Regions from separate parts of the Danio rerio genome. Here regions 1, 2, 4 and 5 are each linked to region 3. Evidence: chromatin contacts called from public Hi-C, HiCAR-type and Micro-C data. All regions are on one chromosome and are shown on one strand. Each heading gives the region's core, a stretch centred on a gene start, on an enhancer-like site or on the middle of the called end of the contact. The rest is flanking DNA. Distances are from core to core; before and after follow the strand shown.

The links. A called contact is a pair of places that touch in the nucleus more often than the background predicts. HiCAR-type assays count read pairs that join an accessible place to other places.
Region 1: a Micro-C map of caudal fin shows a contact between it and region 3, with 5 times the contacts expected there. The contact joins the promoter of arhgap12b here to the promoter of msl1b in region 3. A contact is called at or near these places in 2 of 18 Hi-C or Micro-C datasets (caudal fin and hematopoietic stem cells) and 1 of 4 datasets of contacts at active chromatin or transcription factors (embryo).
Region 2: a Micro-C map of caudal fin shows a contact between it and region 3, with 8 times the contacts expected there. The contact joins the promoter of tap2t here to the promoter of msl1b in region 3. A contact is called at or near these places in 1 of 18 Hi-C or Micro-C datasets (caudal fin) and 2 of 4 datasets of contacts at active chromatin or transcription factors (embryo and gastrula embryo).
Region 4: a contact with region 3 is called in a HiCAR-type map of caudal fin, with 6 times the contacts expected there. The contact joins the promoter of acsf2 here to the promoter of msl1b in region 3. A contact is called at or near these places in 3 of 4 datasets of contacts at active chromatin or transcription factors (caudal fin, embryo and gastrula embryo).
Region 5: a contact with region 3 is called in a Hi-C map of embryo, with 3 times the contacts expected there. The contact joins the enhancer-like site here to the promoter of msl1b in region 3. A contact is called at or near these places in 4 of 18 Hi-C or Micro-C datasets (caudal fin, embryo, fibroblasts and 1 more) and 3 of 4 datasets of contacts at active chromatin or transcription factors (caudal fin, embryo and gastrula embryo).

What each region holds. Positions count from the first base shown.
Region 1 is chr12:28,418,800-28,424,096 of GRCz12tu, forward strand. It overlaps arhgap12b (Rho GTPase activating protein 12b), which reads left to right and starts at 3,332. Exons shown (of 17, transcript NM_200874.1): 1 at 3,332-3,523. hexd (hexosaminidase d) reads right to left here and starts at 2,008. Exons shown (of 12, transcript NM_001077167.2): 1 at 1,694-2,008; 2 at 1,487-1,602; 3 at 1,316-1,403. The coding sequence starts at 1,777.
Region 2 is chr12:28,355,965-28,361,451 of GRCz12tu, forward strand. tap2t (transporter associated with antigen processing, subunit type t, teleost specific) reads right to left here and starts at 3,771. Exons shown (of 13, transcript XM_009306749.5): 1 at 3,574-3,771; 2 at 1,608-2,189. The coding sequence starts at 2,145. slc16a5a (solute carrier family 16 member 5a) reads right to left here. Exons shown (of 5, transcript XM_021480337.3): 5 at 5,434-5,487.
Region 3 is chr12:28,833,034-28,838,472 of GRCz12tu, forward strand. msl1b (MSL complex subunit 1b) reads left to right here and starts at 3,259. Exons shown (of 9, transcript XM_686625.11): 1 at 3,259-3,574; 2 at 4,140-4,793; 3 at 5,213-5,394. The coding sequence starts at 4,197. It overlaps LOC141376811 (a long non-coding RNA gene), which reads right to left and starts at 3,494. Exons shown (of 4, transcript XR_012388034.1): 1 at 3,435-3,494.
Region 4 is chr12:28,334,673-28,339,517 of GRCz12tu, forward strand. acsf2 (acyl-CoA synthetase family member 2) reads right to left here and starts at 3,393. Exons shown (of 17, transcript NM_001045419.2): 1 at 3,279-3,393; 2 at 2,016-2,207; 3 at 607-802. The coding sequence starts at 2,125. faap100 (FA core complex associated protein 100) reads left to right here and starts at 4,271. Exons shown (of 9, transcript XM_073918506.1): 1 at 4,271-4,571; 2 at 4,659-4,777.
Region 5 is chr12:28,519,119-28,524,194 of GRCz12tu, forward strand. All of the region lies in intron 16 of arhgap12b (Rho GTPase activating protein 12b), which reads left to right. Among named protein-coding and RNA genes, the nearest start is that of arhgap12b, 100 kb to the left of the region's middle. Within about 2 kb of position 1,398, at least 3 of the 62 cell types and tissues checked have an H3K27ac peak or open chromatin away from gene starts, as enhancers often do.

The DNA of each region.
Region 1 (5,297 bases), core at 2,082-4,581, 410 kb before region 3:
GGTATCACATTATTGTAATTACTGCTCTAAAACACTTTTTTTTTTAAATGTCTGGGTAAAAAAAGAAATAATACCCTTATTGAACACAATATGTTTTATTTTAGGAAACATATATACTATTTTGAAACAGCAAACATGTCATTGGGGGAACATGTCACAAATCATTGACTGCTAACTTCATTAGTTTCAATAACACATAAAAATTTTTACATATACCTTAGGAATGGTATAACAAAAAATTGTGGCGGTTTTAAAACCTTGACTTTTCCAAACCATGATTAACCTTGAAACCGGTTATCGTCTCATGCCTAGTTTCATCCCTCTTCAGTGTCAAAACTGGAATAATTATGTTTGTTATTGAATTTTCTGTACCAAAAGGATCTTCCGGCCTATTTAGAGGTCATGAAGACCTTGATGTGGAGTTAGACGTTTGAATGATTGGAAACAGCCTTGAGTATAAAACAGTTTGTACTTTGTTTGTGTGTTCTATTCTTTGGTGGGTCATTCTTACAGGTCTGGGGTCAGCTCTTAATAGCCTACTGGTTGTCTGACGCTTGTATGCTTGACGCCAAAGTAATCATTGGAGATATTGTTTGGAATATTGGAGATTGGAGATATCTGTGGAAAAGTCTATCTGTGTTTTAACCAATCAGATGTGATGCAGTTAGTGACGTCATGTTACAGTATAATTGCTGATGATTTGAGATTGTAAGCAGAACGGCCTACAAACTCTTTGCGAGTGTTAAAGCTGGCTTCTGCTAATGAAAACTATCCTTATTAAAATATCTTTAATTGAATATTTGACTCCGGCTCTTCTACACCTGACAGACAGGTCAGTTTTTAGTTAAAACTGTTGGTTTCTCGAAAGTTTATTAGGCATTATTCCAGTCTTAATGTACATGTATAAAAAGTACTGTAAATTATAATGTATGTACTCCTCAGCTCTTTTAAAATTCTGAATATAAAATTATAAAATAAGGCTCAAAAATACATTTCAGAAAAAAAAAGAATTGTTATTAATTACCATTATTGAGCACCAATAGTAATTAATCAGTAAATCGTATTCTAATGAGTTCTGAAAAATAGTGTGACAGTGATAACCGATATAATGAATAAATAGAATCAAGGAAATAAATTACATTCAAAAAATAAATTCAGCAAATGCAGCTTAGTGCAGCCTTAGCAAGCAGAGAAACTAATCTGTGTCTGTGTGTCTCCATATTTATACATTAATGGTTTTTCATTTATGGCAATTTGATATTGAACTAGAAATTTCTTCAACTGTGTAAATGACAAATATCAGTTTAATAGTTACTTCCAAGTGTCCAAACGTCTGCACCAGCGGAATGATCTCCAGCCCTCTGCTACTGGCAGCATCCTGGATAGACGCAATCTCCTCTCGGCTGTTTGGATATTAGGGATTTTGTCATTTAAAATCTCAAACAAATAAACAAATACTCAAATATTATTGAAATACACATATCACCTGTATGGAGGCTGAGATTTAGACTGAAGAACTTGCAGCTCTCCCTCATAAGGAAACATATCCTCATATTCAATGAGCAACCCATTGGCACCAAGATCAGCAAATAACTGGATCAACTGAAGACACATCATTGAGTTCACATGTAAGATTCTTTATTAAGATTTAAAGCAAACATTTAGACCGTAGGAGTTTAAGCAGTAACTTTACCTCAATGAAGTAACCAATTCTAGGAGGAGCCCCTTTTAGGTCCAAATGGACAAACTTTTTGCAAGTGCGCAATGACAGGTCCATAGCAGGTGATGCCAAATAAAAACGACTTAAATATATTTTGATACTATATTTACATTGCTGAGGCGATATACTTTAAGCTAGCCACATTTTGTTTATTGTCATTTTAACAGAAATTATACTGAAATAGATTTTTTTTATGTACCTCCAGCTAAAAACGTACTTTCATTTACTTAAGTCAACGAACCTCTGTTTACCATCCTTTACCGCACACTGCGCAGCAACCTTTTAAACGTCTTCTGAAAAGCAGAATGGTCTTTGTAGTTTTTTTGTGCATTTTTTAACGGTAAGGGGTTCGGATTAGGACTACAAGCGCATTTACCTCCGCTTAGAAACGGAAGTTGTGAACTGTTGTCTATTATTTTAAAATAAAAGTAATTAAAATGATTTCAAATAAAAATATATGTATTTAAAAAATCGTATTTTCCTTGATTTAATACCTCTGATCAAAATTAGGTTCAAATGTAGTATTTTAATTCAGTTTAAGTAAACTATGTGAAGTCAGACTTGCCAACAACAAGCATAACTGAATAGCGATTAAAATATTATTGTAGGGGTTTATTCCTAATGGTCAAGGTGAATATTCAGGTAACTGGCAAATGTATGTTTTTAATTTATTCAAACACACTGTGCAAAAATAATTATTTAAGAAATGCTTGAATCTTTAGCAAGAGCATTTTACAGCTGACAAATGTCTCACCCTGGTGGACATTTTGTCAATGTACACTTAAGTTGTAAATTCAAATGATTCATGAAGCAAATTTAACTTCACATACATGCAAAAACTATTTTAGAATTGTTCATAAGTGTGCTGGATATAATTACTTTTTAACCCTTTAACTGCCCTACATTGAAACAAATATTTTGGATTGCATTTCTTATCTCCTAATGTCGCTAGTTTACACACTCAATGCATTTTTATGGGTGTTTCCCAGTGATGGGTTGCGGCTGGAAGGGCATCCGATGCATAAAACATATGCTGGATAAGTTGGTGGTTCATTCCACTATAGTGACCCCTGATTAATAAAGGGACTAAGCTGAAAAGCAAATGAATGAATTACAGTCATATTTATAATCAAGTTATGTTTCAAATTTTAAAAAAGTGATATCACAAAAGCTCTTCAGAGATTTCGTTTAGGCATTGTACCAAAAACAGCCACTGGGTGACACTCAAATCCAAATTTTAAATCATTCTCTTACCACATACCTATCAATTTCTGTCAGTTTTGGAAAATAAAAAAAATTGATGGCAAGATAAAACTGCAAATAAAAAGATTTTGCAACAAATTGAGAGGAGCTTGCTGAAAGTTTTTAATGTACTGTTGCAATACACGTTGCTTAATGCAATAGAAAACATAAAATAAAGGTTTAGTGTATAATAAAGTCCAGTGACCCAAAGTTATGCATGCAGAACCACGCAAACGCCTCTGCCTGCTTTCCACTGAGCAGAGGGGGGATCAAGAGCCTTGCAACCCCACGAGGGGGCCTGATGCGGTAACACAGGAGCATCAGCAGTCTGACAGAGCTTCACACAGGACAGGCGGGAGCGCGCAGTGACGCGAACGCGCACTCGCTCACCCACGGAGACCGACTGCGATTGGAAGCGCGAGGCGGTCAGATCGTGTGTTTTGTGTTGCTGCCGAGCACTATCTTTTTTACACGAGTGCCGAGGACTGCAAAGGGAAAAGTTTATTTCAGAGACTCTCCAACTAACGGGCATGGCCGCTCCCAGATCCCCCTGAACGCCAGGTCAGTATGGGCAGTTTCTGCGTTCATTCTTATGCTTCAAAGGCGCATTGTTGTAAATATAAAGAGTTGCATTGTTGCGAGCACTGGGGACTGATTGTTGCACAGCGGTTTGCTACCTTGCGGCCAGCCACTAAAGCCGCTTTGGGGATTCGTGGTTTGGGGGAACCTGCTATCATGCTGCGGCAAAATACTCCCATCAGGCTTTTAAATTACAGCCATGTGTTTTAACACGCAGTTGATAGCCAGTCACACTTTCGTCTTGTTATGAGATGATTCATATTATGTACATTTGTATCTGTGTATATTATTATTTCAGCTTTTGTTTTGATTAGATTTCTGTCATCAGTCAAGGGGGTTCAAACGGTTCATCAAAGTTGTTGTTATTATGGATAACGTTGGAAAACTAGTGTTGGCTTTCCCTTTGGAATCATTTTGTTTAAATTATTGTGATGTCAAATCACTTGTAATTGATCACAGTATACATTTCTTGGGTAGAACTGTTAGTTCGTACTTTTGGTGTTTTGTTTAAAAGTTTATGGACCGAACCGACCCCTTCCCCCTTTCCCCCGCGGCCTCGCTGTCGCCTTCGCCCGGGGAGGGACCGCACTGTCGACCGCGATGAGTGACCAGTGCAGCCGACCCAAACAAAGGCGGGTTACCAGGGGAAACGGGTCCTCTAGTTGTGGTCTGCTTTGGGCTGTGGCGATGGCTCACAGTGCTCATCTGCATCTGTATTGAATGAATGAACCGCTGGAAGGAAAGCAAATGCCGTTTGACGTGTGAGAGAATTTTCTGATGCTGAAAATCAAGTAATGTCGATAATGCGTTTCCCGCCTGCAAGGTCACTTTGTGTTCACGGCTGCTAAGTGGCTGAGTGGATTAGACAAACAAACCCGATTTATTCTGCCTGGTTGTTTGTCGGCATGATAAATAGTTTAATCAAAAAGAGAGCTACTCTGAAGTCAGCGAGATGAATGACAAAGAGCCATTTCAGAGCATCAAGCCATTACAAGGGACACTCAAGACACTAGATGTAGCATTTTATTCTAATTTGTTGTGAGACTTGCCAGATTTCGTATTATAAACATAATTAAATAACTGAAATACAGCTGAGACTGCTTAATTGGCATTCTATAAATGTTTTGTCTTTAAATATAATCTGTAATGAACAAAACACTTTTGTTTATTTAATTGAATAGGGTATTATTTGCTTAATTGCGAAGTGTGAACATAAATGGCACCTCTTGTGACTTCCTAGGTTGTAAATGAATAACTGTGGTATATTTTGTAGGTGAAGGTATTTTCAATAATAAAAAGGTGATTATATTCACAATTTACACACAGAGAACCCTGCTTGGCACATGAAACAAATGCACTGTAATATCAGTGTTATGTAAAAAGGAGTTGAAAGTGATAGTTCAACCCAAATTCTAGCAGAGCTTGAAAATTTCTACGAGTGTTTCTTCTGTTGAACACCAAAGTAGATATATTGAAGAATATGTGAAAGCAGCAGCCATCGACTTTCATAGTTTTTCTTGGATTAACAAGTCTGAGGATTTTTCAATATATCTTCTTTGGCGTTCAATTGAAAATAAAGTTTAAAGTATGACAGGATTAGCATTTTTGGGAGAATTATGATCTCACCAGGTACAGCCATAAATATTCCATATTAGCAATTATTGAGAGAGTTGTATTTTACATGTCTGTAAAAGGTGTTTATGGAAGTGGTGTTGCTGCTTGACCAATTTGACTGGAAAGCGCAGTGCAGCATCAA
Region 2 (5,487 bases), core at 2,521-5,020, 480 kb before region 3:
ATGACCTTTTATAACAGCTAAGAGGCCTTCTTTTTTAAAATTTTTAGTTCTCTTTATACTATGGGGACTGTTGAATGCTTGATTCTGATTGGCTGATGATCTAGGTTACGCACTTGTATTCAGAAAAAGGCACAGCTAAAATAATTTCAGGCAGGTCTTAACTGCATTACAATTCCCTATACACTAAAAAAATAATGTTTGCTGTTAGTTTGAACTACATATATAAAATAAGCTGAAACAACACAGTTCTTAAGTTTACTGGGGGACAACTTAATTGTTTAAAGTTCAATACACTTACATTTGTATAAATTACTAAACTAACTTAATTCCTTCATGTAGTCCCAACACAAATTGGTTTTGTTGAACGCAGCATTATTTTACAGTGTATACTACACCAAATGATTTCAGTTATTTTACACTCTACAACTGTCAATCAATCAACCAATAAAGGCTTAACATAAAATGTGTAAGAAACTAGTCCCACAAAGAAGAGGTTTAAGAAGAAAAAAACTGACAAATGACTTGACAAACTTAATCTGAAAGTCTTTTATGCGTGGTAAACATAGTATATGCAGAATAATTAACTCTGGTCTATTGAATTATTTAAAAATAATGCACTCCACATGCACAATGCAGACTGCAATATTTTAATAAACCAATGGCCTGTAGTCCAATATTACTCTTATTAACTAATCCACAGCTTCACAAAATCTACTGATTTTATAAAACAGTTATTTACACTGCACTTACAGTTGTACGTTTAGAGAAAGTTTTTGCATCATTAAACTCGAATCAACCAAATAGAATCAAGGTCCGGTGTCCTTACATTTTATCCTACCCATCAGATTATGCTACTAACACTGTATTCGAATGGTTTTGAGGTTGGGCTTAGGGATTAGGTAGGTTAGGGCGATATTTAGGCATGGGATGATAACCGTTTTCGAGGTATACCGCGGTGTGGAAAAATTAAGGGTTTAAAATCTCTAAAATTTTCTGTAATACCATCCCTAAGGTATGTATAAGATTTTATATTTACATTTTTTGTTTTGTTTGTTAAGACAACAGTATTTTTAGCAGAAAAAAATATCCAAATATGCCGTTTTAAATTGAAAAGAAATCTGATTTCAATGATTCATTTAAATTATTTAGCCTGACATGTTTACTGCTCCAAAATATTATAAATCTTTTAAAAAATAAAATATATTGTTTTCAAAAACTAAAAAAAGTTTTAGTTTTTACCCCGACATTTAAAAAAAGTGTATTTTAGAGCAGTAATCACAACACTGTGGTACCGTGATATTTTTATTCAAGGTCATCTTACTGTCAGAATCTTATACCAGCCCATGCCTTGCGATATTGCAGCTTCATATCACACTACTGCACATTAAAATTTACACTGGTAGCAAAATCTGATGGGTAGCATATTGTGTTATCTACCTACTTTTTGAATGGGAGGTAGGAAATTCTGACAAGGTAGGACAAAATGAAAGAACACTGGAACTATCTGTTTTATAAGATAATATAGTTTCTTCTATCTAGTTAAAAGAAAAACCTTGTGCATTAAAAAAATCAAGGATTAGTTCAGATAAATTAGGATAAAGACTCACACAGTGCCGCCAAGCTGAGGAAGATAAAAGCAGCTCCTAGATAAAGATAATCAAGCCTGGAGTAGCGAATGACCCTCATTAAAAGTGCTCTGGCCTCTTCATCTTTCTTCTGGTTTCTGCCACCCTTAGATGATCCACCATGTGGGAAGGCCATTTCCCACACCATATAAATGAGGATCGACGTAGCAGAGCTGAGAATCACCATACCAGGATCAGGAACAGGATTGAAGCCCCTCAGGGTGCCATCCAGCAATATCTGCATACTGTCGAACACTGGAGGTAAGAAGCTCAACAGTGCGACCCAGCGCTTCAGGAGAGGTTTAAGGTTGCTTTCTGGGACAAGTGTGCTCAATAAATAAAGCCCGGCGAAGGTGATGGTCCTGAGAGCCCACAGGCACCATAGATCTAGACTGCCCTCTCCATCCAGCCACAGCAGTATCGCCCATACACAAGCCCAGAAGAGAAGATCACAGAACAGCAGACAGAAGTGGACCAGGACAACCCTGGAGACGCTGACATGAGCCTGATCTGAATCCATCTTAAACCTGATGCAAAAGATAAACCATGATCCAATCTAGTTTACTGCGAACATTGTTAAGAATTTGGGTTAAATACGACCTGTGGATTGTTGTGGCAAAACAAAAATCTATGTCAAAAATCTATTTTGACTATAAAGGTTTAAGGCAAAGGTCTCAAACTCAATTCCTGGAGGGCTGCAGCTCTGCATAGTTTAGCTCATAGGTCTCAAACTCAAACGGTTTTGCTCCAACCCTCATCAAACACACCTGATACAACTAATCAAGGTGGTCGAGTCTACTCTTGAACACCTTAATTAGTTGGATTAGGTGTGTTTAAATAGGACTGGAGCAAAACTGTGCAGAGCTCCGGCCCTCCAGGAATTGAGTTTAAGACCTTTGGTTTAGCTCCAACAACCTTCAACTCACACCTGCTTAATAGTCTCTAGTAGTCTTGAACATCTTGACTAGTTGGATTGGCTGTGTTTGATTAGGATTGAAGCAAAACTGTGCAGAACTGCAGCCCTCCAGCAATTGAGTTTGAGACCTATGGTTTAAGGTAAAGATTAAAGTGAAAATAGACATGTTGCACACTAATCAGGCAGAGCACAATAAATGTGCCAAATGTAGAATGTTAAACCTGCAAGTAATGTATTTCATTGTTGTATTTGTAATGTAAGTAATGTATTAAAAAGTAATGTATTGTATTATATTGTTGTTTGTAATTGTATTGTTTTGGTAGCAGTATTTGTAAAGTGACGATTGCGGTGGGTAATCAAAATAGTTTGAGTTAACCATTAAAGTGTTGTTTTTATTTTTAGATCGTCATGATACAATGTTAAAATGTCATGTGGTTCTAACTTTTTAAACATAATGAATAGCATAGCCTGCGTGGTTATAATCACAATTTTTGCATGTATAAGGTCTAAAAATAAATATTGTTTCACTGAAGTACATTGACCAGATTGCCTTCCATATACAAAAATGTAAACAATACAAAAACACATATATCATAAATCACTATTCAGCTAAAAAAAATCGGTCAGTCCTATTCCAGCATATCAAAAGAGAAACATGTCACCAATTAATGGAAACTGGACAAATGTATCTGCTTTCAGTTTCTCCTTGCCTCACTGTTAACTTTGTGCTGTTATGGCCTTACCTATTTAGGTTTTTGACATATGACACAAGAAAGGTTTAAGTTAGTAATATTGCGATTACAAAGGTTTAAAACTCCTGATGTAAATCAGTTCATGGTTGACATTAGGCAGTCTGGTATCTGAGACCACCTGAAATAAAATAAAAAAACGGAACCAAGCAACTTTAACCAAACTAAAGGCTGTTGACCAGCTTAGGCTGCTTATAGATGTTTTCAGCAGCATGAATCTTTCGAACTGTAAATAAATCTGAAGATAAAAGCAATAAACAGAGTATAGATTTAGTCTGCTTACCATCTGTTGTCCTCGTTGCATTTTGTCTCAGGATCACTTTTGGTTTCACTTTCGCAGCTGTGGGCGACGTCAGATCCGTTTTCAGCTTCAGTATGAGTTAAATAGCAAGATACTTCTTAAAAACGACTTACAGTAGGTTCATAGTTTGCTTAAGACGAGGCAGTTTGCACACAACACGTTCATTTCTGTATATACTGCGTATGACGTTTCATGACGATGTTTTTCGTCGTCGACCAAATGGCTGCTGTTCCTCAAGTCACCGGCAGAGCGCGCTGTTTAACAAACAACACGAGTCTTGAGTGTCATTTCAGCTTTAAAGGGACAGAAGCGGCGAGAACAAAACATCTCACCAGATTAAGACCCTGTCACGGCCATAAAAACATCTGCAATGTGAACAAAACGAAGATGGATGGCCAACAGCATCAAAACTAAACTGCTTTGTTTTTTTTTGTTTTTTTTTTTGCACTAGGAGTGGCGTAAATTCAGGTATTTTGCAATATAAAACACATGGTTATATTAATATCAATAATATCCTTTTTACTACATAAATATCAGTTTTACAGTCTTTAGAAAAATATTCAACACTATTTAATTATATAAATCAAACATATAAACCATAAAATAATGAAAATATATAATAATAAAATAAAAAACACATAAATTAAATACAATAATCACATTATTAAAAAAATATTAGAAAAAAAAGTCAGGACAAAGCCCAAGATCACAACAGGGCTACACAGTACATCAAATATTGATTAGAAAGATTAAAAAAATATAATATAATATAATAAATATAATATAATATAATATAGTATAATATAATATAATATAATATAATATAATATAATATAATATAATATAATATAATATAATATAATATAATATAATATAATATAATATAATATTACTGTAAAAAATTCTGGTAGGCCTAAATTTTTAAGTTGAATCAAATTAATTATATGAGTCCATTGGACTTATATTATGTTAAAATGACTTAAAACCGTGTGTGTAACTTATAAAGTTCAGTTAGAACATGATTAACTTTGTTAACAGTGAGTTAAATTAATTTTAGTTACAATGAACTAAAAACATATGCTGTCAGGACTGATCATATAATTTTTAACAGTGTATCATAAACTTTGCATCTTTTTATTTTGGAAAAAAATGGTCAAGTTTACCTCCCCATAATCAGAAATTGTGCTCTGCATTTAACACATCCAATTGCGCGCACACACACACACACACACACACACACACACAAACACATACACACAAGCAAACAAACACACACACACACACACACACACACACACACACACACACACACACACAGTAGTTAACACACACACATCATGAACACAAACACCTAAAAACAGGTGTTTTGGAATAAGTTGTTAATTTTTTTTATTAAAAGGCTGATAAGTTACGGTTTATTTTATTTATTTATTTATTTGTTTGTTTATTTATTTATTTAATATAAAAAAATGCACAAAATGACAGTCAAAAAAAATCTAACGTTTTCCTTTTTAAGGGACTGAAAAGTATTATGTTTACAAATGGGTTGAAAAAAATCTTCTCTCCAAAACAGAAAACACATAAGCTGAAACATAATTCTTCTTGAAATTAATTAAAAAAAAAAAAAAAAGACTTTTCTTCAGTCGATAATTTCTTTATTCATCTTTAGTAATAAATTTAAACTAAGTACAGAAATAAACTTTTATGTTGTTGTTGTTTTTTGCTGCAAATATATTGTATTACACTTTGTGATAAAAATGATAGTCTGTCAGTGTCCTTTCTGCTTTCAGATATGCTTTGGCAAAGTAACAAAACAACAATGAAACTATGGCAAGACCACTATCAGTTTACATGAGGAGTTTACAAAAATCAGCAAATGAAATGTGACACTCTGTA
Region 3 (5,439 bases), core at 2,009-4,508:
TTTTAATTCAAGAGTTCACACTTAGCTGATGATTGATTATAAATCGTGTTTGGCATGCTGCGCAGGAGGGAGCCCTGAGCTCAATAGATCCTCAAGCCCTGAGCTTCCTCCCGTGAGCAGAACTCCCCTGCTTATTTGGGGCTAATAACAAATTGCTTTATGAGGAAAAATACTGTTGGCTATAGGAACATGATTATAATGCCAATTTGGTTTGGTCAGATTACGTACATGTCCTTGGATGGTGGGAGCAAACCGGGGAGCCCACACCAACATGGGGAAAACATGCAAACGTCACACAAAATGCCAACCAGTCCAGCAAGGACCAGAACCAGCAATGTTGTTGCTGTGATGCAACAGTGCTAACCACATGGCCGCCGGGCCGCCCAATCTAAGAAAAAAAGTGCAAGAGGAATACGGAAGGACGGGGGATTTTTCACGATGAAGATAACTGCGGTATAAGGACCATGGTTATTTATAGTGAAATAAATCAAATAGGAATCATCTGATTGGAAAATCGTGGGTCGAGCTGTGATCAGTCATAAGTATATTCTTCTCTCGAAATTAGTTTATAAATGAACTTCACTTAAATAGAACCTGCCAAGTATGAACACACTCCAAGACTTATTTTGAGTACTAACACAAACTTGGATTTTGCAAACTGTGATAAAGTCAGTTCGAGTTTTACACTCCACATCTCTGTCTCTCATTCTCTTTTTCGTTCTGTTTAAAGGAAGTTACAATATGAACAAAAACAGCCTGTGAACACACAAACTCATAAATACAATGATGTGATCTACATTAGCCTTAGTCACCTTAGATCAACAGATTACATAAGTCAAGTGATTTAATGAGCTTAAGTTTTTAGACAAATACAGAGAGAGAGAGAGAGAGAGAGAGAGAGAGAGAGAGAGAGAGAGAGAGAGAGAGAGAGAGAGAGAGAGAGAGAGAGAGAGAGAGAGAGAGAGAGGGGGAGAGCACATCTATCCCTGATCTGTCATGTAATGTAGTTTCCATCAGAGGGAACTGTTGAACCTAACTTAATTAACTCAGGCCAGTAGCCAGCCTGGTGTAAAGGGTGTTTTTTTCTCAAAAAGTGGACCTTTTTTGCAGTTATTCACCTCATTTTCTTTTTAATTAAGAGATTTAAATACCACATTTAGGTGACATTTTAGCTGAATTAGCTTGTTCAAATCGCTCTTTTTGATTTACCAAAATATTTCCTAAATATTTAGATTAAAGAAACATGACAACATGTTTATTTTTTAAATACAAATTTATTACATCATATATCATTAAAGGGGTAGCACGGTGGCGCAATGGGTAGCACAATCGCCTCACAGCAAAAAGGTTGCTGGTTCAAGCCTCGGCTGGGTCAGTTGGCATTTCTGTGTGGAGTTTGCATGTTCTTCCCGTGTTGGCACGTGTTGGTTTCTTCCATGTGCTAGTTTCCCCCACAGTCCACAGACATGGTACAGGTCAATTGGGTAAGCTAAATGGGCCGTAGTTAATGTGAATGAATGTGTATGGGTGTTTCCCAGAGATGGAAAAAAAAGTTTACTTGTAAAAAAAGTTTATTAAAAAATTAATGGATAACAACAATGGCTAAAATAGTGTTTCAACTTATTGTAATATGGGCTGCTTTTGGTGCTTCACGCTTTTTTATTGGTCTTGCTTTCTTTCAAGAATAAGGTCCAAGGTTTAGAGTAAGTTACTTGTTAAATGTTTTCTCTATTCAAAAACAATAAGAAAGATGAAAATAAGAAAGATGACTTCTCTTATGTCAGATGTTTTCTTGCACAGTTTGACTTATAAAAACAATTGTTTGCATTGGCCAAAACTGATTAGCTTAAGTCACACCACGATTCTGCTTGGTCTTAAAGTCTTTTTCAATAGGTAATTTTTTACTATTTATGATGGCATAGCAGTCAAAATAGGACAAATGAGCTCATGTATGGGACACATTCTGGACCTTTGTCAGTGAGGTTGGGGCCTAGTCATTATAAAATAATTATGTACACACAGCATTTAGGCTGCGAATGAATCTCGGCGACAAGAGAAAAAGCGTTAGAAAATGTTAATGAACTGTACTACATCTCCCTCTGCTGGTTAAACTAATAACACACAAGGAAAAAACAGTAAATACATGCTCCTAATGAAAACAAATTGTATATGTTTAGATAATAAGTCCGTGTGAAATATACATTTCTAAATAACATTACATATTTTACAGCTGAACTAAAGAAATTACTGAAATTCGTTTCAGCAACACTTTTTAGACAATTGTTTTGCTCAGGCAATGGCCTAATTGGGAAACACCAATGACACACACATACACACACACACACACACACACACACACACACACACACAAACATACGCACAAACATACAGTTACAAAGTTGCAGTAATTTCTCTCAGGCCCGTAAACAGAGTTTCCCCACCCCCCACTGACGAAGGTCCAGAATTTATCCCATACAATAGCTCATTTGTCCTATTAGACTTGTTATGCCATCATAAGTTATCAAAATAACCCATCGAAAAATTCCTTAAGACCAAGTGGATTGTGATGCAAAAGTCAACTTTCATTTGTTGATATAGAGAAAACACTCTATAAGTAACTTTTATTCTAAATCTTGGACCTTATTCTTAAAAGAAAAAAAACACATTACATTCTGAGACTGAGGACAGTTGAATGTGCTGGCCAGTTTGTTATTCGCCTAATAAATAACAATAGCATCTTTAAACTTTAACAGATTCCTATTTTCCCCCTGATACAAAGTAGCCTAAAATAAATGCCCTTCATATATCTTTATTTTAAATCTTTAGAAAATGTTTTGGTCCATTAAAAAGTGACAATCAGACAAGCTAATCCAGCAAAACAATGTCGCTAAAATGCAGAATTTAAATCTTATAATTAAATAGAAAAAAATCTCATGAATTAAATCGAATAACTGCAAAAAAGTCAACATTTTGGGAAAAAAGAACCAGCCTTTTCACTAGGCTGGCTATGGGCCTATCTCTATTGCATTTATGGCAAACAAAAGTCAATAAACAACATGTGTAAACAAAATTATTCTACATGATATTTCACTAAATGTATTTTTTCCAACTCTCATCCACTTATGGCTAATACATAGGTTTAAAAAACGTAGAAAACCAAATCGCTACAAAATAAGCACTTGGCAAAGCACTGTTATTAAACATTGGTAAATAAAGTTAGAAATGAAGGAGTGCCAAAACGTCAGAGGAAATGACGTTGGCGAGGTTTTCTCCCCAAGTGTGTACGGTATGGTCCGTATTTTGCCTCCGCCAGACAAATACGTTCCCATATACTTACTTTCCCGAACATATATTCACTATCTTGGCCAGATTCAATACGCAAAGAAAACCGTACACGATACGAATGTTTATAAACGTGTGTATGCTTATTTTACCTTTAATATTGCTCGCAAACCCCATCACTTTGAATGTAAACACGTCCTGACAAAACGCATGCGCACTGAGACAAACGCACTCGTATATTGGGACATTGTGCAGATTCGAGCCTGAAAATGGGGGACAAACAGCAATAAAAGTAGGATAGAACGCTCATTTGGGACCTGTTTGTTCTGATTATTGGTTTTTGCAAATCCGACATAGACATGTAGTATAGAATGCTGGCAAACTCGCAGTATAACGAAAACGATTTGGTATATTAGCACCTCGTTTGCTAACAGCGGCTAGCTAGCATCAGGATCAAAATGGAGGCAGGCTATTTATTATTAGCTCAAGTTAAAATGGTTCGTGCCTCTTGAACCATAAACCGAAAACCAAACCACGTCTAGCTGTAACGTTTGGTATAATAAGTGCGTGCATGTTTTATCGGTAGTGAGATTCAGTGATCTGATTTGGACAGTGAACATTTATGGCTGTCTAGTATGTGATTGCGTTTGGTGCTTTTTTCAATATTTGATCACGGAGTGGGTTTATATAACCTTGTAGTGGAAGTCATGTTGCAAACATAGACAGGAAGCCTGCGTTATTTTGTGTGCAGTTTTCATAATTGCAATGCATTCAGTGGGATCTTGAAACAAACATTTGCAACTATCAATTATCATTTTGCTTTCTTGATTCTTATTTTACGATTTATGTTTTTCAAGTCTGCAGACAAGCCTCTATTGGAGCCATGGTTCATCGTGTAGAGGTTTTCCTTCGCCATGAATATGCGACCCGAATGCTTTTCTAAAGCAGGATTGTACTCAAAGAAGTGTGACTTCAGCCCATCTCAAACAAGACATCCAGTTAGTGTCCAAAGAGAGCTCAGAGATCCTCTATGTGACACACCAGACGACACTAGAGAACATCTGATCTCGCAAAAGAACTTAGAACGGGCTTCATTGCCTTCAAAGCCTGGCAGAGAGTTGATCGTGGCTTCAGAGGCTGGCTCTGTGGGCACAGAAACACTGTCATCTCAAGCTAAACAAATGGGGGGTGAAGGCACCCCTGTAAAAAGTAAAACTCCTTTTGGACAGACCAACGCCATTGATAACAAGCCAGAGTTTGTATCCATGAATTCTCATATTAATTCTAGAGACCCTGTTGGTGAGAAAAATGCTAAAGAGACTATGGGGTCATCTCACGAACACTCCGAGGGTAAAAGGACCAATATGAAGAAGATCAGTGGTAATCCTCATGCACAAGCCACTTGCCTTAAACAACTGCTGTTGCTTCAACTGGACTTGATCGAGCAACAACAGCAACAGCTGCAGTCTAAGGACAAGGAAATAGATGAACTCAAATCAGACAGAGACACGGTATGTGCACTTAGGGTTAGAACTTTTTTTGAGCAGAAAATGCAATCGGTTGATCAAAAGTGTCAGAAAACCCATGTCAAATAAAAGCTGTTTGTTTATATTAATGATTTGATTCCCCAAATTTCAAATTCTTAGAAGAGTACAGAAAACCTTCGTGACTAAAATCAAGATTATTCCACAAAATATGAGCAACAACTTTGAAGTTAAAACATTGGGGTTGCGTTGTCTAAATATAATCCAAACATGACACCAAATCTGCATATTGAATGATTTTTCTAAGGATCGTGTCATACTGAAGATTACAGGTATTATGCTGAATCTGGCCCCAACATTTGATTGATAATATGATTTTGGCTTATTGCTTGTACTTGCAACAATTTTCACTTTATTTCTGTTGAATGTGATCTTCTTTCAAACAGCTGCTTGCCCGCATTGAGCGAATGGAACGTCGTTTGCAGTTGTTAAGCAAGGAACCACGTGACAAGAGGCTCTTCCAGCCTTTAGAGAGATGGGTTCCAGACACCGATGACTTTTGGGAATCAGATTTAGGCGACAGCCCACAAACTCAGGCATCCAAGTCAAGTGGCAAAGTGCAAAAGCGGTAAGAATAGGCTATTTTTAATTGTCATTTTTTCTGTGATTTTTA
Region 4 (4,845 bases), core at 2,143-4,642, 500 kb before region 3:
ACTTAACCAGGTAGGAGTTGTTTGGTTATGTCAACCTGCAACCCAGAGTTTGTTCAAATCATTTTGTGCAACAGCCCTCAGATCAGAATAACTACACTGTTATATTTACATTACATGTTACAGTGATATTTAAATAGATCTCTAAAGCTGAATAGTGAGAGAAAGTTATCTTACCCACATTAGAATTTTCTTCAAAAGCATTGTATAAAACATGATACACTTTACTATAACTTTCTATATAAATTCACTTTGGACATTTTATTTGATGCACACACCAAAATGGGTCTTCTAATCTTTGACCTGTATAAAGAACACTCTATCCTACACAAACAAATAGGCCTGTTGAACACAAATGGCAACATAGTTTATCTATTTTAACTCCATGTTTCACATGGAATCTGTGGTAAAGGCATTTTTAGCTCTGATTAATAAAAAAACTGCTTAGGAATGTGTACTTTTTTTAATGATATTATTTTAGGATTTGGTCAAGATACCTTATTCCACACACTGCCCTTTTGACAATGTGGTTTTCCTCTTTCCCATGACTGAGGAGCGTCAGTTCTCCAACCAGTATACTCTAGAAAAGCCAGAAGCAGAAATACTCACGTCTTGGTAAAACTCAGCAAAGGTCTTGCGTATTCCATCCTGCACAAAAACCATGGCTTCACGGTCTGGGTAACGCTCAACTGTAGCTTGAAGACACTGGTCCACAGTACTGGACTGCAGTGGATGGGAAGAGAGGCCATGGACATAGCTTGTAGTCAGGGTTGGGATGCTGGGTGGATTATCCACATGAATGGCACTGGAAGGGGGGCAAGAAGGAGAGTGTGTGTCTATACGAGATGCAGATATACATTTAATGGAAAATAAAATACAAAAAACACAACTAAACTAATTTAACTATTTTTTGAAAACTGTGACTCTGCTATTAGACTCATAAAGGAGTTATTGTTTGTAATCAGCAGAGAAGGTATTACAGGTTTGGAACAATGTACGTTTTATGAATTAATAACTTAAGACATAATCAGCTCCCTGATGGCAGTTTTAGTTTCATATTTAAATATGTATGTTGACTTAGTATATACAGTATATTTCTGACTTAGTATATTTATTAGTACTTGTACCACAGGACAAAATCAGTCACAAGCCTGAAACCTCAATAAACAATGTTTTAATTGATAAATATATATATATATATATATATATATATATATATATATATATATATATGTTAGTACTCTTTTAATATCTAGAGGGTTTATAAATATTATTATATTTATTTAGATTATTTATATTGATATAAAAAACTAAATATATGAAAAAAATGCCTTTAAAGTTTTCCAAATTAAGTGCTTGGCAAGCATATTACTAATAAAAAAATTAGTTTTGACATATTTGCAGTTGACAATTTACTAAATATTTTCATGGAGCATTATCTTTACTTGATATTCTAATGATATTAGCAACAGAAGAAAAACGTAGTAACGTTACACAAATAGTACATCCAAATATTGAAATGAAGGCATTATACCTGTATGATCATTATATAATCAAAGAAAAATCATTCAGTCATGTTCAGTCCATCAATATATATAGATGTGTGTCTGTTTTTGAAAAAAAATGGACAAGTGAGTGTTGGATAAGGGAGGCATTCAAAACAGGCGGTGCTGGGCGACAAACTCAACCACTAACCATAATAGTTGCCACAAGTCTGGGAGACCATCTGACAACATTTAACCAGTTTTGTTTTGTTTTTTTAGCGGATGAAACTGTTAATCTTCTCACTACAGAAACCCATTCATCTGCTTTGCAATGTCAGTTAAATGGTTAAAATCATTACATAATCACTAGTCAGCAACTGATTTTATGCAGTCCATCGGAAGTCTGAGTTATTTTCGAGATTCTAGGAATATGGAGACACAATGCCAAAAGCAGATCTAAATAAAGCAGTCTGCCTCGTGTCTGACAGCTTCCGTCAGACAAATCATAAAATATGCATGTTTTATAGTTCTTACCAGCTCTGTTGGGAAGCAATGAAAGGAGTCCAGGGTCTCTGCGGAAACTTCAGGGTTTTGCAGAAGCTCGCAGATGTTCGTAGATTAGTCAGAAGAATCTTAGAAGACATCTTTCTTTCAGCTTCGCCTTTCTGATTGAAGTAAACTTTGAAGAATCTGAGCGCAGCTTTTTAATTCAGAAACTCGATGCGACTGCAATCAAACAAACAAAAACACGTTTCCAAACACATGCAGGCGCATTATACGCTAAAAATGCAGAAGCACTAAAAACAAAGCAGCCCCGAATTAACTGCAATCAACTAAATTACGAGTTCACGACTTTTAAGCGGAGCCGAGTGCAACTGTGGTCCCAAAGTTCCCAAAAGTTAATCGTTGATCCACAACAACAACACTTGAAGTTGTAAGACGAGCAGCTGCACCGGAATATGAACTGTAGAGGACGCAAACCCGATCACATCAGGAAGCTTAAAGTTCAGCCATACATTAGCTTTACATTTATTTAGCCTACACGTTTAATCTTTACAGCGTTGAAATTGAATTTTTAAAGCAAATGATTACACTACATTTTTTCTTTCTTTTTTTTCTTTCTTTTTTTTTGGAGAAATGCAAGATTCACAATCTAACATATACATCATATCACACTCTTGAAATTTGATGGTGCTCTGATATACTGCATGGTCTTTTATTTGAATTATATGGTGAGTGGAAAATATATAGGCTCACATATTTTACTATATTATACTACATTTTGTAGTTCTCAAAAACATTATGATTATGGTCAAAGCATTGAAAAGGAGGGGCGTGAGTTGTAAAGGAATGCAAGACGTCGTTGAACAAGACCCAGTACGCACCCCCACGCACAGTCTGGCTGATTCAATCAATTATTATATATATATATATATATATATATATATATATATATATATATATATATATATATATATATATATATATATATATATATGTATTTATGTGTGTGTATATATATATATATATATATATATATATATATATATATATATATATATATATATATATATATATATATATATGTGTGTGTGTGTGTGTGTGTGTGGTTGAGCTTGACATCTGCTAACATTTAATTTCTTTTTACTTTCTGTACTAGTTTCGCTTTTACCTACTATTCAACTACGCTAAATTTTGTTTTGAGAAAGTCGCTATGGCCACACTATTGAGCACCTTCGTCGTCGCATACGTTAAAAATGTATTTGAAGGTTTAGTTGAAATTAATAAAAATGTTACCCTGGAGCATTCTCCTTGTTTTCCGTATAATAATGTGCTCCGTATTTCAGTTATGAGTGAAAGGAAAGCTGTTCCAAACAATTCAGGATGTGAAAGAACTGTTTGTGAATCATTCACTGAATTGAATCTGAGCCAACTGGCTGGTGACTACAAGTTGATTAGCGTCAATATCCCACCAGTCTGTTAAAGGGTCATTTGAAAACCTTGTTTGGAATATTTTTGCTGCAAATATAAGGTATGTAAACCAGAATACCATGAAGACTATACATTTCATAAATTAATAATTTGATTCCCCAGAAAGAGAGTGCTAATTAGACGCCACACTCAGAGGGCTTAAGCACTGTGAAACTGAGCTGCTTGGGTAGACGTTCCCTGCTACCAAGCAGCCCCTGGTAGGACACCTGACCCACTAGCCAGTTGTTAATGTCTTCCAACCTGGCTCTGGCTGCCAGTTGTCAACTGCCGGGTAAAATGCGGCTGCCACTGGCAGGTCATGCTACCCGACAGTTGGACACTGGCGGCTGCCACCAGCCAGTGGCAGGTCACGTGACCCGCCACTGGCGGTTCCTGCCAGCCAGTTGAAGATTGAACCCCTACTGCGTTTCTATTCTGTTCAAAAAGTCACGATGCTTTCCATTAAAAATATGAAACAAAAATATTACGTTAATAATTACATCAACAATAACACCACAAATAAATAAAAAATGCCATTATAAATTAGTTAACTAATTTAGAGCGGTTCAATCGCGTGTTTAATATCATACAGTCTCGATTTGAAAACTGTCAAGAGTACATTGTTACTTTTGATAACAATTTTTATAAAAAATACAACACAAACGTACAGCGGCACTGATATTTCAGTGATGTTTTGATTACCTTTACTTTGGACATCGCTTACTTTTACTTTGGTTTTGAAATCGCTTCTCCGCAGTTCACCGAAAGATGGCAGTGCACTAAAACTGACAGGCAGAAGAGGAAGAGCCTTGACCCTCATTGGTCACTGTAGAGTCTATGGCGGGTACACGAAACAGTTAGTTACAGTCACAAACATGCGGCTAAATCTGATAGCTATTAGTCTACGAGCAGAAGCGTCTTTTAAGTTTCAATAAACTCTGAAAAGAATGTACAACAGGCACAATAATGGCCGCGGCTCGGTGCAGTGTTGAGTTTTTATCAGAGTTCAGTGACTGTCAGTCAGACTCAGTTCGCTTCATTCGGGAGGACACGAATCTTTTCTTGACCAGCGGACACCGAGATGTGCTTATATTCAGTGTGCAGGACAGAAAAGTCAAGGCAAGTGAATGTCTGCTGTTGTCAATTTTGTGTTATACTTCTGTGATATACTTTGCCGCAGGCTCACACCATGTATGTTGTTTTTAGACCGTGATTCAATTTGAAGACTCGGTGACTTTTCTGGATTTAAGTGATGATAAACATCGACTTTATGCACTCTGCAAGAACGGTGGGCTTTACTGTATCCCTCTACCACAACAGCTCAGGTAATATCTTCCATTATTCCTTATGCTTTAATAACAAAATATTTGACAACATTTATTGGAAAACAACC
Region 5 (5,076 bases), core at 148-2,647, 320 kb before region 3:
CTTAAATGCTGTTACAAGGTATTATACTTTGCATAATTTTTGATCATACACTTTTATAATTATAGTTGAATGCTAAAGTTTGAAACTTTGGGATGCCGTGTAGTTAAAAAAATTGATAAAATTCTGCTATATTTAATGTCACACTGCATTATTTACTGCAGTAACCACGGTAGCACCATTATTTCTGCTGTTCTATAAGCAACACCTTCTGGATTAACATGTTTATAAAGTTTATAAATAATGTTTTAGTCTAGGATTTGTTTCTTACAATCAGTATTTAGTGATTATATTTAAAAGGTCGCCAATGTTACCGGTTCAGGCCTAAAGTGGTCTTAAAATGTATGGAAAGAGTCTTATAAAAGGTATAGAATTTTACTCTCTGATTCCTGTATATAACACTACTATCGAGCAATCAAATATGAGAGAAGGAGCATTTTACAACAACTCAAAATAAATCTTAGGTAAATGATCCATTATTGTTCTCACAGTGGGTATATTAAAGTCATGCAATATTTACATTTTAGGTAACACTTTAGAAAAATGGTCCTTTAGTTAATGTTTGTTAGTATGAATAGTCCTGTAAAGCATTTATTAATCATATTTTACATTAACTGATGCATTATAAAATCCAAAATTGTGCTTGTTAACATTAGTTAATGCACAGTGAATTGACGAACTAACATTATTTATTTAAAAAAACCGTCAAGTAACATTAACAGATATAAGTAAAAATCATAATAACTGTATTGCTAATAGTTTGTTCATGTTAGCAAATACATAAACTAACATTAACTAATGGATCATTATTTTAAAGTGTTACCAAATTTTGCTATTTTGATATCTTAATATTTTAGCACATTATTGTCGTATAAGCACAACCGCAACATGTTATTCCATACTGTGAGAGAAAAGTCAGAGAAATGAATATTTAGCTTAAAGTGGCAACCCTGTGGGCAGCTCTGGTAAATGTGAGTGTTGGAGGTATATATGGAGGGTGTGGCTGCTGCTCTGCACAGCAAGCCTCTATCGAGTTATCTCACTGTATCCATTACTGGGACAGACCTGGAGACTGGCCAACTACATCATTATGAGGGACAGAAAGAGACTGAACACCACATCCTCCTGATGCATCGCCACTGCACACGAGACTGTGACGGAGAGGGAATATGAAGGGCTGTATGGTGGAGAGTGTGAGCGCGTGGTGCTGTTGTTAATCCAGGCGCGGCTGGCTATGATTGTGATGCAGTGGGAATGTAATTCGATTAGTTAACGGCCTGTGTAAACAGTTCTTGACAGTGACATCAACCTCAGGAGTTTCATAGGAAATGGCAGATGTGGAGAAGCAACTGTTGTGTTGCTGACGCTTCGGGCTCTTGTAGTGTCCCGACTGTCATCTTGAAATTTGTTCATTGTGGATAAAAAAGGCACAATTAGATTGGAATTGATACAGTCATGTTTAAATCAATATTTAGTTTGTATATTTTTAAGTCAGATTTATATTAACCCTCCTGAATTATTATTACTTATATATGAATCTAAAATAATAATAATTTATAATAAATATTATCACTTATTTTTCCCCAATTTTAAACACATTTCTAAACATAATAGTTTTAGTTTTTTTCCAACTGCTCACACACATTTTTAAAGCCGTGTCACCTTTTTTCAAGACTACACACAATTTTCAAAACTGCGCACACGAAATGCAAAATGCCTTACATTTTCATTTTTCAAAATGTAACACTACATTCGAAATTCCATAAACACACATCATATGCCATAAACTGTAGCTTATATCTACAGTTCAATGCAATATTATACAGTGAAAATAATCGGCTGAGAGGGGGAACAGGTACACTGTAAACACCAATCACATGTAGAAACAAAAAATATCTGTTAGGCCAAACATTATTGGTATATACAGTAGCATACAACAAAACCATAAACATAATAAGTACAAATGTAAAAAGCAAACATGTAAAGCAAAAGTATATTCTCCAGAATACAGTAAAAACACAATTGTCAGTGGAGGGTCTCTGTGGGAGAAGTGTCCATTTCATGGAGAAGATTTACAAACTACATTATACTTGCCAGCATCAGGCTGAGAAGAATTATTCTATTCTTTTCTAAAGGAATTTCTAAACTTCTAACAAAAAGAATGTATTATTTAGAAAAGGTGACTGCAGTAGGTATAAAACTACAAATTGTGGATTTTTTGTTCCAGAACATCCCAGTGTCCTGTTACTTTTGATCTATTTATAGGTCTGCACTACAATGATTGCTTAGTGATCAGTTAAGAAATTAGTGTTTGCACATTTGAGGAGTGTGTGTGCCATGTCAATAAGTGTAGCATTTTGATTGGTTATGTTTGGAAAAGGAAAGAAAGTGGCTTCCTGTTAGATTTTTGTGTTTTAGGTAGAGAGTTGTGTGTAGTGTTTTGTAAAAAGTGTTTTATGCAGTTTACAACTGAGTATAAGGATGAGAAATAGCTTCTGGTTGTGGAAATTTGCTGTGTCGTTTTTCCATTTTGAGTGGGATGTTTCAGAAATTGTGTGACAAGATTTTGTGTGTAAGCAGTTGGAAAAAAACTGTAATAACTAATGTCTAATAACTGATTTTCTTGATCTTTGCCATGATGACAGCACATACTATTTTACTAGATATTTGTCAGCGTTTTAGTATTCAGCTTAAAGTGCAATTTGAAGGCTTAACTAGGTTATTTAGGCTAGTAAGGGTAAATAAGGCAAATCCCTCTAATAATATAATGTATAATGATGGTTTGTTCTGTAGACACTTTAAAAAATATATTGCATAAGGTGTCTAATAATATTGACCTAAAAAAAACTGCTTTTTTATTAGCCTAAATATAACAAATAGAACTTTCTAGAAAAAATATTATAGGAAATACTGTGAAAAATTCTTTGCTCTGTTAAACATCATTTGTGAAATAATTGATAAAGAAAAAAATATATATATATTATTGTTAGGAGGGCTAATAATTTTGAATTCAACTGTATACTTGTATACAGTACATATATTTGTATATATATGAATTTATATGTACATCATTACATTGTATTTCATTCATATGCACAGTGTAAAGGTAGATTATTATTTTGAGACCTGAAATTACATTTGACAGTCGACAATTTGACTTTCTATGAGGTTCAGATGTTGGCAAATATAATCTAAATGTAAAAATAGAGGATATGAGCACACACAATTAAATGTACAATATTGGATTTTACAGATCCAGTACAAAGACTGTGATTTATATTATTTGATCAAATACACTACCGGTCAAAAGTTTTGGGGTCAGTACAATTTTTAAATCTTTTAAAATAAGCTTATTCTGATCACCAAGGCTCCATTTATTTAATCAAAAATACAGTACAAATTGTAAAATTGTAAATTGTTATTGTACTATAAAATAACTGCTCAAAAATAGTTTATCATTTAACTTAATCATTTATTCCAGTGAGTTTAAAGATGAATTTTCAGCTTCATTACTCCAGTCTTCAGAGTCGTATGATCCTTTCTTACTCTAATATTATTTATTATTATTGCTGTTGTTGTTGTTGTTGTTAATGTAATGGTGATAAAAACAATAATCACTGGATTAATAATTACATTTGAAACTGCATACAATAAGAAAGCATTTATTTAAAATTGTAATAATTTTTTTTACAATTAAACATTTTTTGATTAAATAAATATCGCCTTGATGAACAGAATAATTTTCTTTAAAAAAAAAAACTGACCCCAGACTTTTGACCAGTAATGGAATTTAGTATTCAATGTATATATTTCTTCCTGCCATGTAATATAAAAACTCTCACACACAAATTCATTTAAATTGTCTACAGATTAGAATGTATGTAAAAAGAGAGACATGTTTTTTATATTAAAAAAAAAGAGAAATTATTAATAATAAAATTTTTTTGTTGGTAAAATCTTTTAATATTTTTAAAATAAGTTTTCTTTTTCTACACTTACCAAATATACATTTATTTAAAATTATGTTTTTATGTGGTTTTATTTGGTTTGGTACTCAAGTAACATTTATTAGGATTAGCAATGATGAGAATAGCCTGTGAATAGGTTTTGAAAAGCATTTATTTGAAACCAAAATGTATAGTTACTTTTCAGCAACTTTCACCACCCTTCCTTCTCATAAAAATAAAAGCAACTGCAAATAATACAATATTAGCCAAAACATTGTGTTATTTTAAAGAATCAAACTGTTAATCCTGTAAAGGCAAAACTAAAAACTAAAAAAGATTTTTCCAGCAATCCAGTTCTTAATCCACTATAATGACTACTCCTTTATCTTTCTTGTAGATTTAGGTCTATGAAGTGACTTTTTATAACCATAAATTGTTAACTCTACCTCTGTTATCACATACATTCCAAACCCTAAAATAATCATAAGCTATAAAGCCGCTTCCTCAGTGCCAGGTGAGAGTCCCATCAATCTTTAATCACTTCAGGCTTTCTTTAGGGAGTTGTCTTGTTCACTCAAGTGAGGTCTGTTCATTTCTACAGTATTTCACCTTACTTTTGCTTTCAGTTATCAAGAACGGTGTTCAAACTGCCCCTTGCTTTTCCTTTCCTTTAGATATTCCCATAATCATCTTAAAATTGGAAGCAACAACATGTTCAGCCAAATGCGTTTGTCTCCTTTAAAGACAATCTTCAACTCTTTCAGTATACTTACAGCACCTGAGGCTTCTTCAACTTAAAATGAAGCAGGAAATAAACAGCAACAAAACTCCATTTTCACTCGACATATAGAGTGCGTCATTTGTATGAAACTGTGCTAGTCTGAATGTAATTCAAGACCGGTGTTGAGTCTCAATCGTAATTGCGATATCAAACACGCACAATGACATTTGCCTTTACCTCCATTTGCATTTAAATGGCTCTCGGCCCACTGTAACTCAAAATGGAGGACGGCGGCAAAGCGTCCCGGAAAAATTACGGTCTGACATTTCGCTGTTACAAGGGAAAATGCATCTGTTGTGTTTGTGTAATTTAACCACAATACCCAAACATCTCTCCTAATGTAAAGTCGCC